2 separate regions of the Danio rerio genome follow, and region 1 is linked to region 2. Evidence: chromatin contacts called from public HiChIP or PLAC-seq data. All regions are on one chromosome and are shown on one strand. The core of a region is the stretch at or near the end of the contact, and the rest is flanking DNA. Distances in the headings are between cores, read along the strand shown.

Region 1 (4,927 bases), core at 689-3,188, 140 kb before region 2:
TACTGCTTTTTTACCCTTTGAGCATAAAATATTTTTGAGAAACATTTAAAATATTTTGGACCAGTAAACATGTCAGGCTAAATAATTCAAATCATTGACTTTTGCTGTCTTCATTTGTTTCAAAAACATTTCTTTTTAATTTAAAATGACATATTTGGATATCTTTTTCTGCTAGAGGTGCTGTTGTCCTTAAAAACTAAGAAAAATGTATATATTAAATCTTACACATACACTCTCAGAAATAAAGGTACAGGTGGTGTCACTGGGGCAGTACCTTTTCAAAAGGTACATATTTGTGCCTGAATGGTTCATAATAAGTACTTTTTATTGATACATTTGGGGACGAATATGCACCTTTAAGGAACCACTGTGGAGTCTTTGGGTACAAATATGCATCTTTGAAAAGGTACCACCCCAGTGACACCTCCTGTACCTTAATTTCTGAGAATTTAGCGCAGGAATGGTATACCAGAAAACTTTGGTGGTTTTAAAACCTTGACTTTTCCAAACAGCAGCATATATTCCACAGTTGAAAACTGTTAACATCCCATATTTCATAGTTTGTTCATGTTAGTAAATACATTAATTCACATTAACTAAAGCACCGCAACCTATACAGTAATGTAATCATGTGGGAAAGTGAGGTGATATACACTACCGGTAAAATGTTTTGGGGTCAGTAGGATTTTTAAATGTTTTAAAATAAACTTCTCCTGCTCACCAAGGCTGCATTTATCTCATCAAAAATGCCGTACAAATTAAAATTATAAAATGTTATTGCACTATAAAAGAACAGTTCAAGTGATATTAATGATGCATTTTCAGCTTCATTATGCAGTCTTCAGTCACAAGATCCTTTAGAATTCACTCTAATATTAATTATTAATATTATTATTAATGTAATAGTGATAAAAGTGATAATGGAGTAATAATTTATTTTGAAACTACATACAATAAGTGGCGATGCAGTGGCGCAGTAGGTGATAGTAGGCGCAGTAGGCGCCCCACAGCAAGAAGGTCGCTGGTTGGAACCTCGGCTCAGCTGTCGTTTCTGTGTGGAGTTTGCATGTTCTCACTGCCTTCGCGTGGGTTTCCTCCGGGTGCTCCGGTTTCCCCCACAGTCCAAAGACAGACGGTACAGGTGAATTGGGTATGCTAAATTGTCCGTAGTGTGTGAATGTGTGTGTGAATGTTTCCCAGAGATGGGTTGCGGCTGGAAAGGCATCCGCTGCGTAAAAACATGCAGAATAAGTTGGTGGGTCATTCCGCTGTGGCGACCCCAGATAAATAAAGTGACTAAGCCAACAAGAAAATGAATGAATATATATATATATATATATATATATATATATATATATATATATATATAGTTGAAGTAGAAAATATTAGCCCCTTAAAAAGTAGTTTAAAGGGGCTAATAATTTTGTCCTTAAAATGGTGTTTAGAAATTAAAACACTGCTTTTATTCTAGCCAAAATAAAACAAATAAGACTTTCTCCAGAAGAAAAAAATATTATCAGACATACTGTGAAAATTTCCTTGCTGTGCTAAACATTTAGAAACTGAATGAAACTAAAGGGGGCTAATAATTCTGATTCCATATTCACCTGCAGACTATTGCCTTTAGGCGTCCGTGTCAAAGAATGCAAATTCCCTGGCTCAAGTAAGCTGCACTAGATTTATTAATGCAAAAAAGCAGCCTGTAAACACAGATAGCGTCCCTGCGGCCTGTCATTCCTCGACTTCACACAGTCAGTCTGTCAGTCTTGTCTTTTTTTTCACAGCCCGCGCGCTCAAGCAAACACAGGCAACGAGCTCTGTCCGCTGACGTAAGAGCTGGCTCTGGTCGTCCTGGTAACGAATTGGCACCGGAGTGTGGAAGCGCCTCGAGGCCCCGCCCCCTGTACAAATACCCCCCTCGGCTCTGACGTCAATTCACGTCAGCCGGAGAACATGATGCCTCCTGCGAGTCAACTCGTGGACTCTCGCAAACACGGCTGAAATATTAGAGCTCTATTGTACCGGAGGAGCTGGCGTGACTCCTCAACACGCTTTGCTGGTCCTGCTGAAGACTGGAGCGGACGGGCGCCGGGCACCCTGGCAGGCACGCTGGCATTTTCGACACGTTTTAGCCTCGTTATCTTGAGGCTCCAGCGGCAGGTCTCTATCTCGTCACCCCGAACCCTGGCGTTTCACTAACAGCATGGTCATGGCTGACTGTCACCAAAAGCCAGCAGCGCTCAGGGGTCCCGTCCGGGTGGGCTTTTACGACATCGAGCGGACTCTCGGAAAGGGCAATTTCGCGGTTGTGAAACTGGCTAGGCATCGCATAACTAAGACCGAGGTGAGTGAAGACTGTGTCGGCTGCAGAGACGTGCTGTGCAGCTCCGAAAAACTACTAGACACAAAGTTGGAGAGAGAGAGAGAGAGAGCGAGAGAGAGAGAGAGCAATACTCACTGGCTCGATTGTTATATCATGCTGTTGTTTGAGTCTGGTTGTGTGAGAACTTGTTTTCTGTGGTCATAAACAACAACCTGTTTGTCTCTTAAGCAGTGGCAGGGTACTGGTTTGAATAAGGAGGCACCTGAAGTGTATTAATTTAGAGAAGATTTATAACACTAACGTTTTTTAAATTCGTATTTTTTATGTTGTTAATCATTTTGACAGATCTGATGTAGATATTATAAGCTGATTGGCAGTTTTTTTTTATATCCTATAACCTTAGAGTTGTGTGTTGATTTATCTCATAGCAGATTTTCTTTAAAAGATGTATACTTTTAAGCGTTTTTGTCAACATAAGTAATTTTTATAATTTTATTAAATATCACAGTCACCTGCAATTAATATTTAACAACTTAATTACAGTTGACTCATTTATTTTTAAATTTGTGTTTAACCATTTGCTTGAAATAGGTCACCAATAACAGAGTAATAACAGTATTATTATTATTTTTATTATTATTTTGATCAGGTAGCTGTTTTTCTTTAGAACACTTTAATGTAATCTGTTTTATAAATAATACAAATATTTTAAAGTATCGATTTTTGTTTGATCAAGGAGCCACTTGCATTTTTATTAATTAAATTCCATTAATTTCTGATTTTGCTCAGAAGCATGTCGACTACAGTTCTCTGAAGCTACACAATTATAGCTGAAGCCTGTTTGCAGCATTGCATGCATTGATGAATGCACGTCCAGCAGCCTAACACCTCAGTGGAAATATGCAGGGTGTGCAGGCATTGTCAGCTTTTGAATTGTGTCAAAATAATAGTTGTCAAAGACAGACAAAAGACTCTCGAAATGATGCTTGTTTACTGCCCTTCAAATGTGGGCCATGCTGTTGTGCATTTGTGCAATGGTTGCATAAGCAGCAGGGGTGATTTTGTGATAATGGATGTCGCCTCATCACAAAATATGAGCTGATGTTTGTCTCACATTCCTTGCAAAGAAACACTGCTGAGCTCTGAATGCATGGCACAGCGTGGAATCATAGTCTCCAAAAATATTTTATATATTTCTAATGTGTTTATTTATTCATTTTTAGTTCCCAGCTCGAATATTTCCATTGTGTGAATAAAATCTGTATTGAATGGTGTTTTTCACAATCAAGCTGCGTGACATTGCGTTGTAGTAGGTTGTGTTGCTTTGCAGGTGAAATTTTAGTTCTTGGTGTAAATATTTGTTTTTGGTGCATTGTATTTCTGATTAAAGCTGAACAATATATCGTTTGAGCATCAATAATGCAATGTGTGCATATCCGCTATAGTCACATTGCAGAACTAGATTTTTTTTATTAAACATAAAAAGGTAAATATATAAATATATATATTTTTTTTTATACAACAATGACCGTGTTATTTTACATTCGATTGTTCAATTTTTGTACTTAAATACTGTTACACTCCCAGTATATAATTTTTGCTCTGTCTTTATATATATATATATATATATATATATATATATATATATATATATATATATATATATATATATATATATATATATATATATATATATGTGTGTGTGTGTGTGTGTGTGTGTGTATATATACACTTTGCTCAGCAAATATAAGTAGACCCCTCCAAATCTATCTTTTAGATTCATATTTTTAATAGGATGATTTGGAATATTATATTTGTGCATATACATTAGATTAGTTAGTACTGAAGCCAAATCTGGAGCTTGTCTAACAAAATGTCTTACAATAACGGTCCAAAAACTAGTACAGGCAAATTTATATGTTATAGAAAAATATTAAATATAAATTTAAAAAAAAAAAGAGGAAAAATCAAGAGAAGCAAAAAAAAAAAAAAAAAGTAAACATTTTGTTGAAATTTTGTAGGTTGTACTTTTTTTTTGCAATATTTTGCTTAAATTTAATTGTATTATTGTTCAATTTCTTAATATGTTTGGTGAATAAAATAATATTTTAGTGAATATATCTGTGTAATAAGTCAGTTTTGTTTAAATGCACCAAAATTCATTTTCAATTCTATATTAACAGAGAAATGAATAAAAATATTCATTTTTAAAAAGGGTGTACTTAATTATGCTGAGCATTGCAAATATGTTTGTAATCTATTATATTTTATGCAGATGCACTGCATCAAAAAAGTCTTAATCATCCCAGTTGATCTAAATTAATGACACCTTTCCAAATATAGCTATTCAAGCCATTTGGTAAAAATTAAATTAAAATCGCAATATATACACAGCAAAGCAAAATATTGCAATATCAGATTTTTCTAATACCGTGTGTCTCTATTTCTGATATTATGAATTGCTTCTGTCATGTAATAGCCAATGAAGCTGGTATGAAAATAAACAAATGTTACACTGTAAAAAATGTTTGCCTTAAATTTTTCAGTTCAATTAAAATAAGTGCACAATACAATGAAAACAGTGCACAATACAATTATTACAAT
Region 2 (4,920 bases), core at 1,476-3,975:
CTTCTTACACCACTTCTGATGATGCTACACTTCTACAGACTTTAGATGAAGAGGAGCTAAAGGCTGTGGTGCTGAATGACCTAGTGAAGATCCACGGAGAACACATTCGCCAGCTCTGCACTGGAGGTGCTGTGAAGAAGTGGGGAATGGATCCGTACAGCCACGGTGCATTTGCTATCTTCACTCCATTTCAGATGAGAGACTACAGTGCGTCTCTGGTCCAGAATGAGGGGAGGATTTATTTTGCTGGAGAACATACGGCCAGACCTCATGGCTGGATAGAGACCGCCATGAAATCCGCACTCAGAGCTGCAGATAAAATAAACGATGATGTAAAGTAGGAAACAAAGCATAATGGTATGTCTAATAATATAGGGAAGGTGCTTTGATGAATGTTTAGTCGTCTAATTTTGTAATGTAACCCTCCCGTTCTGTTTCTTCATTAGGTTTTGACTAATTACACCAGAGTATATGGAAGTATGACTTGAAATGGTGAATCACATCTTCCACTGCTGTGAATCCATTTGTGAAAATGGATTTTAAAACATCCTCATGACCCTCTTGTGGAGATTTATTAAAGGATGTAGCTAGCATTTGACATTTATACATTTTGTTTGTACATGCAAGATGGTATCAATCTTTTAAGCTTGCACTTATCAGAATCGTGACAAAACACAATTAAACATTAACCACTGATTAGAATTCTCCTGCTAACTAGAACATGTAACAGCGCAGCTAAACTATTCAAAACTAAGACTTAATATTTTAGTCGGATTGTTTTTATTTTATATTAGAATATTCTGGTATTGTATTTGTACATATCTTTTTATCATTAACAGTATTAATATTATACATCTATTCAACAATGTAACAATTGCATATTCATGTTCAAAAATGTTTTATACAAATAAAATACTGTATTTGTTAACAAGTACTTTGTCTGTTTATTAAATATAAAAGTTGCTCTTCATTTGCACAGCCACAATCATGATGTGCATTTTCATTCATTCGTTCATTAATTTTGTCAGCTTAGTCCCTTTATTAATTTGAGGTCGCCACAGCGGAATGAACCGCCGACTTATCCAGCAAGTTTTTACGCAGCGGATGCCCTTCCAGCCGCAACCCATCTCTGGGAAACATCCACACACACATTCATACACTACGGACAATTTAGTCTACCCAATTCACCTGTACCGCATGTCTTTGGACTGTTGGGGAAACCGGAGCACCCGGAGCAAACCCACGCGAAGGCAGGGAGAACATGCAAACTCCACACAGAAACGCCAACTGAGCCGAGCTTCGAACCAGCGATCTTCTTGCTGTGAGGCAACAGCACTACCTACTGCGCCACTGCCTCGCCTGATGAACATTTTGATTTTTTAAAAAAAAAGTAATTCTATTTACGCACACATTAAATCTATTCCATCTTGCTCTCATTAATTTAATTGTTTTCAATGTTTGCAATACAAATAATAATTGTTGGACATGCCAGAATCGTACATTTTCACTCATAAAAAATGAGACAGGGCCTGACTTGAGGAGCTTGTCATCCTCAAAAAAAAAAAACATACAAAAACAAGCATGTAATTATACAATTCAATGCTAGAATGCATCCTTGATCACTGTCAGCTTTTCCTCCATGGTCATAACCTTAAAGGTGTACTGCACACATTTTATGTTAAATTTAATGCAAATGTGACAGGACTGACAGCAACATGGGGACACTTGTAAAATTATTTGTATTATATATTTATAGAATTTATTTATAATTTCATGTTTTTAATCAGTTGATGTAAATGATAACAACTTAAACTTGATATTTCTGAAGTATTTATTTCTAAATAATTGTTTTTAGCATAACAAAGCTATTAAAGCTGGTTCAATTAAGCTGAGAACAAATACAATCACAGGGTCTCTACATTTATGAAGTGGTTTTAATAAAGAAAAATAAAATCTGGGAACCAAATGAATGACTTATTCCTTTACAGAACAACTCACAGAAATCAACCTTCAGTCCATTTTAGACATACTTTATATTCACTGCATTTATGTTTTTATTTCAGGTATATATACACTTTAGGTATATATATATATATATATATATATATATATATATATATATATATATATATATATATATATATATATATATATATATATATATATAATTTAATAACACGTAAAAGAAATACTATAAATCTCTATACAAACTAAAAATTTAAAAACATAAATGGAATCATTAATAAAAAATAAAGAAGATCAATACTGATCAAAATGGCTGTTTTACAAAGACTTAGATGCGTAAATATGAATGTGTTAATATTATACGATATATGCATAAATATAAGTTGTAACTTAGCCTATTTGTTTTATCCATAATAAATACAAATTCTTTCCCACAGAATGTTTACATGTACGAATATGAAAACAACAATGTACAATAAGCTTGATAATATTTGCAGAGTAAACATGTGTGCAGTATCTTGAATTAATTTGAATAAACCTGTTTAAGCTAATATATTTTATAGGCAACATCCAAACAATAAGTCCAAAACAAATTGTAATCGCTTATTTTACATGAGAGCTAACGTAAATGTTTTATTGAATAGTATTTTCCGTACAATAAAAATAAAGAAATCTTTGTTTTGTCTGTTGATGAATGAAAAGGTTAAGTTGATCACAGCAGCCAGTGAGTGTTTGTTTGTACATCCGGGTGATTCCAGTGACCTTGGGTTGGTTGTAAGAATCATGGCGGCTCTCGTCCGAATAAGTTCTCTCTGTCATAGAGGTGTCAGCCGTAAGTTTGTGTGTTTTCATGTAGTTCTTGCATTCGGCTCAGCATGTGTCGCAGTTGTTTAAAGCCTCGAGGTCGTAAGTAAAGAAATCGGTATCCAGTAACGCTTCATGTGAATCGCATCACGCGTACTGTGTAGCTAGCTAGCATGCTAACTTAACCCTGTCAAACAGTTTTCATGATTATGTATTTTGGCGTCTTTTAAAATGAACTAGTTAACACACTACTTAAGTATAACATGTTTCTAAAACATTCTTGTTATATGATTTTCACAAAATGACGTCATATTAATGTCACGCATGTCATGCTCTTATATGTGTATTTATCAAGGCTGTAAATAAATGTCATTCATGTAATTTATTCATTTATGTGTGCTGATTTTTAAATGCACTGCCGTCTAAGTATTGAATGGACATAACTGACATCTTTAGTTATGCATTCACGTTAAATTTATAACTTAATATGTACTTGAAATTACATATTTTTATGATTTGATTATTCATGTATTGCTTGTATTTTTTTAAATTCCTCTTACTTTCCACAGCTCTGTTATTTCGCCCTTCGTCTCTCATCAGACCTTTGGCCGTACAGCAGAAGGATCATGATTGTTCGTACTTGATATCAGCAAGGATACATGCTACTCCTTCCAACTATGGTATGTGCTTTACATTTTAAATGTTTGATTATCAACGACATAACTGAGGACCAAGATTCTTGTTTTATTTCCATTTGTTTTATCAGCCTCCTATATAATTGGTGGTGCTGTCGATTTGGACTAGAGACTTGTAATATTTAATTACATTTATATGTGTAACTCTTTTCTTCATGATAGTAAAGTATACGAGGATTCATGTGCATCTGCAGTATAACAGTAGACGGATACGTTTTGAATAGTTCTGAATGTCTGAACAGTCCATTTTTGTACAGAATAAGATATGACCACTTGTGAAGAACAGAATGGTTTGGAATGAAACTGTTGTAAAACAGAGCTATAGACTAAATATAGTAAAGCTCAAAGGGCAATTTCTTTTTCTTTGGCTTACCCAGCACAACCTATTCAGTATAGGCCAGTGTATCAGGATGTGCTTAAGATAGTTTAAATAACTATTTTGTTCCTTTGTTGTGGTTAAGTTATTAAACTGCATAGAGTTTGCTTTGACAAAAATTTTGATGTTATATATTTGTTTGTTTTTATTAAGCGGGTTCTGGGTCTAAAGCTGCAACCATGCACTGGACTGGAGAGCGGATCCTGAGCATAGCTCTTCTGAGCCTGGCACCTGTTGCGTATTTTTGCCCCAGCCCTGCTGTTGACTACTCTTTAGCAGCTGCACTTACTCTACATGGTCACTGGTAAAACATTTTTGTTTTTAAATGTTACTATTGCTTGATGATATTTTATTCTACTCTCTTGCTTTATTTTCTGAAACTTGAAAGGTAAAAAAGATTGTCCATAAATCGTCACCGTAGAATTATAAGGTTTTATCTGACATTTTTGTCAAAATTGAGTTATTGACATATTCTTATTAAATTACAACTTATTTACATTATGGGATGTTTTTTTATAAGTTGTTCACATTTTAAGACTTTCTGTTTAAAAAACAAATGCTTCACACATACTCTTTGCTATGGAATGCAAAAACTTTGAAGCTCAATATCTCAAAATCCTTCAGAACGCAGATAGAACCTTATATTTCTAAGGTGACGAAATGTTATTAAGCAACCAACAAACAGGAATGTGCGCGCATCTAGGATTCTCAAAGGCAGGGGCTTGATCAAAAACAAACACAGTGGCAAAAGATCAAAGAAAACCGGCACACTGCCACTTTAGCTCTCAAAAATGTTTTAATGTAACAAAGTTTTGACCCACATGGTCTTCATCATGAGCTTTTTTACTTTTATCTCCTCTACTACAGCACACATGTCAAAAGTTTTAAGGGAAAAAGTTGCAAGTTTTAAAATTAAATTTGCCATCAAATCCTATTTGATCAGCAGTTTCTTTTGTGCTCGACTAGATGGTTTTGTGTTGTGCTCCACCAAGTCATGTTTTACTGTAACCTCAGCAAGGCAAATGAACAAAACTTTCATTGGATGTCCAGTTTATAATGTAGTGCAGGGGTGGCCAACCC

Evidence for each region. HiChIP or PLAC-seq counts read pairs in DNA pulled down with a chosen protein or histone mark.
Region 1: a contact with region 2 is called in an H3K4me3 HiChIP or PLAC-seq map of embryo, with 4 times the contacts expected there. The contact joins the promoter of sik2b here to the promoter of sdhdb in region 2. A contact is called at or near these places in 2 of 4 datasets of contacts at active chromatin or transcription factors (caudal fin and embryo).

The regions. Positions count from the first base shown.
Region 1 is chr15:24,299,134-24,304,060 of GRCz12tu, reverse strand. It overlaps sik2b (salt-inducible kinase 2b), which reads left to right and starts at 1,938. Exons shown (of 15, transcript XM_691233.10): 1 at 1,938-2,344. The coding sequence starts at 2,204. The region is part of intron 1 of LOC137487746 (a long non-coding RNA gene); the gene reads right to left.
Region 2 is chr15:24,155,256-24,160,175 of GRCz12tu, reverse strand. It overlaps sdhdb (succinate dehydrogenase complex, subunit D, integral membrane protein b), which reads left to right and starts at 2,725. Exons shown (of 4, transcript NM_001004004.2): 1 at 2,725-2,797; 2 at 3,339-3,449; 3 at 3,994-4,144. The coding sequence starts at 2,749. il4i1 (interleukin 4 induced 1) reads left to right here. Exons shown (of 9, transcript XM_009291722.5): 8 at 1-357; 9 at 447-927. The coding sequence ends at 341. It also overlaps a transcript of nkapd1 not described here.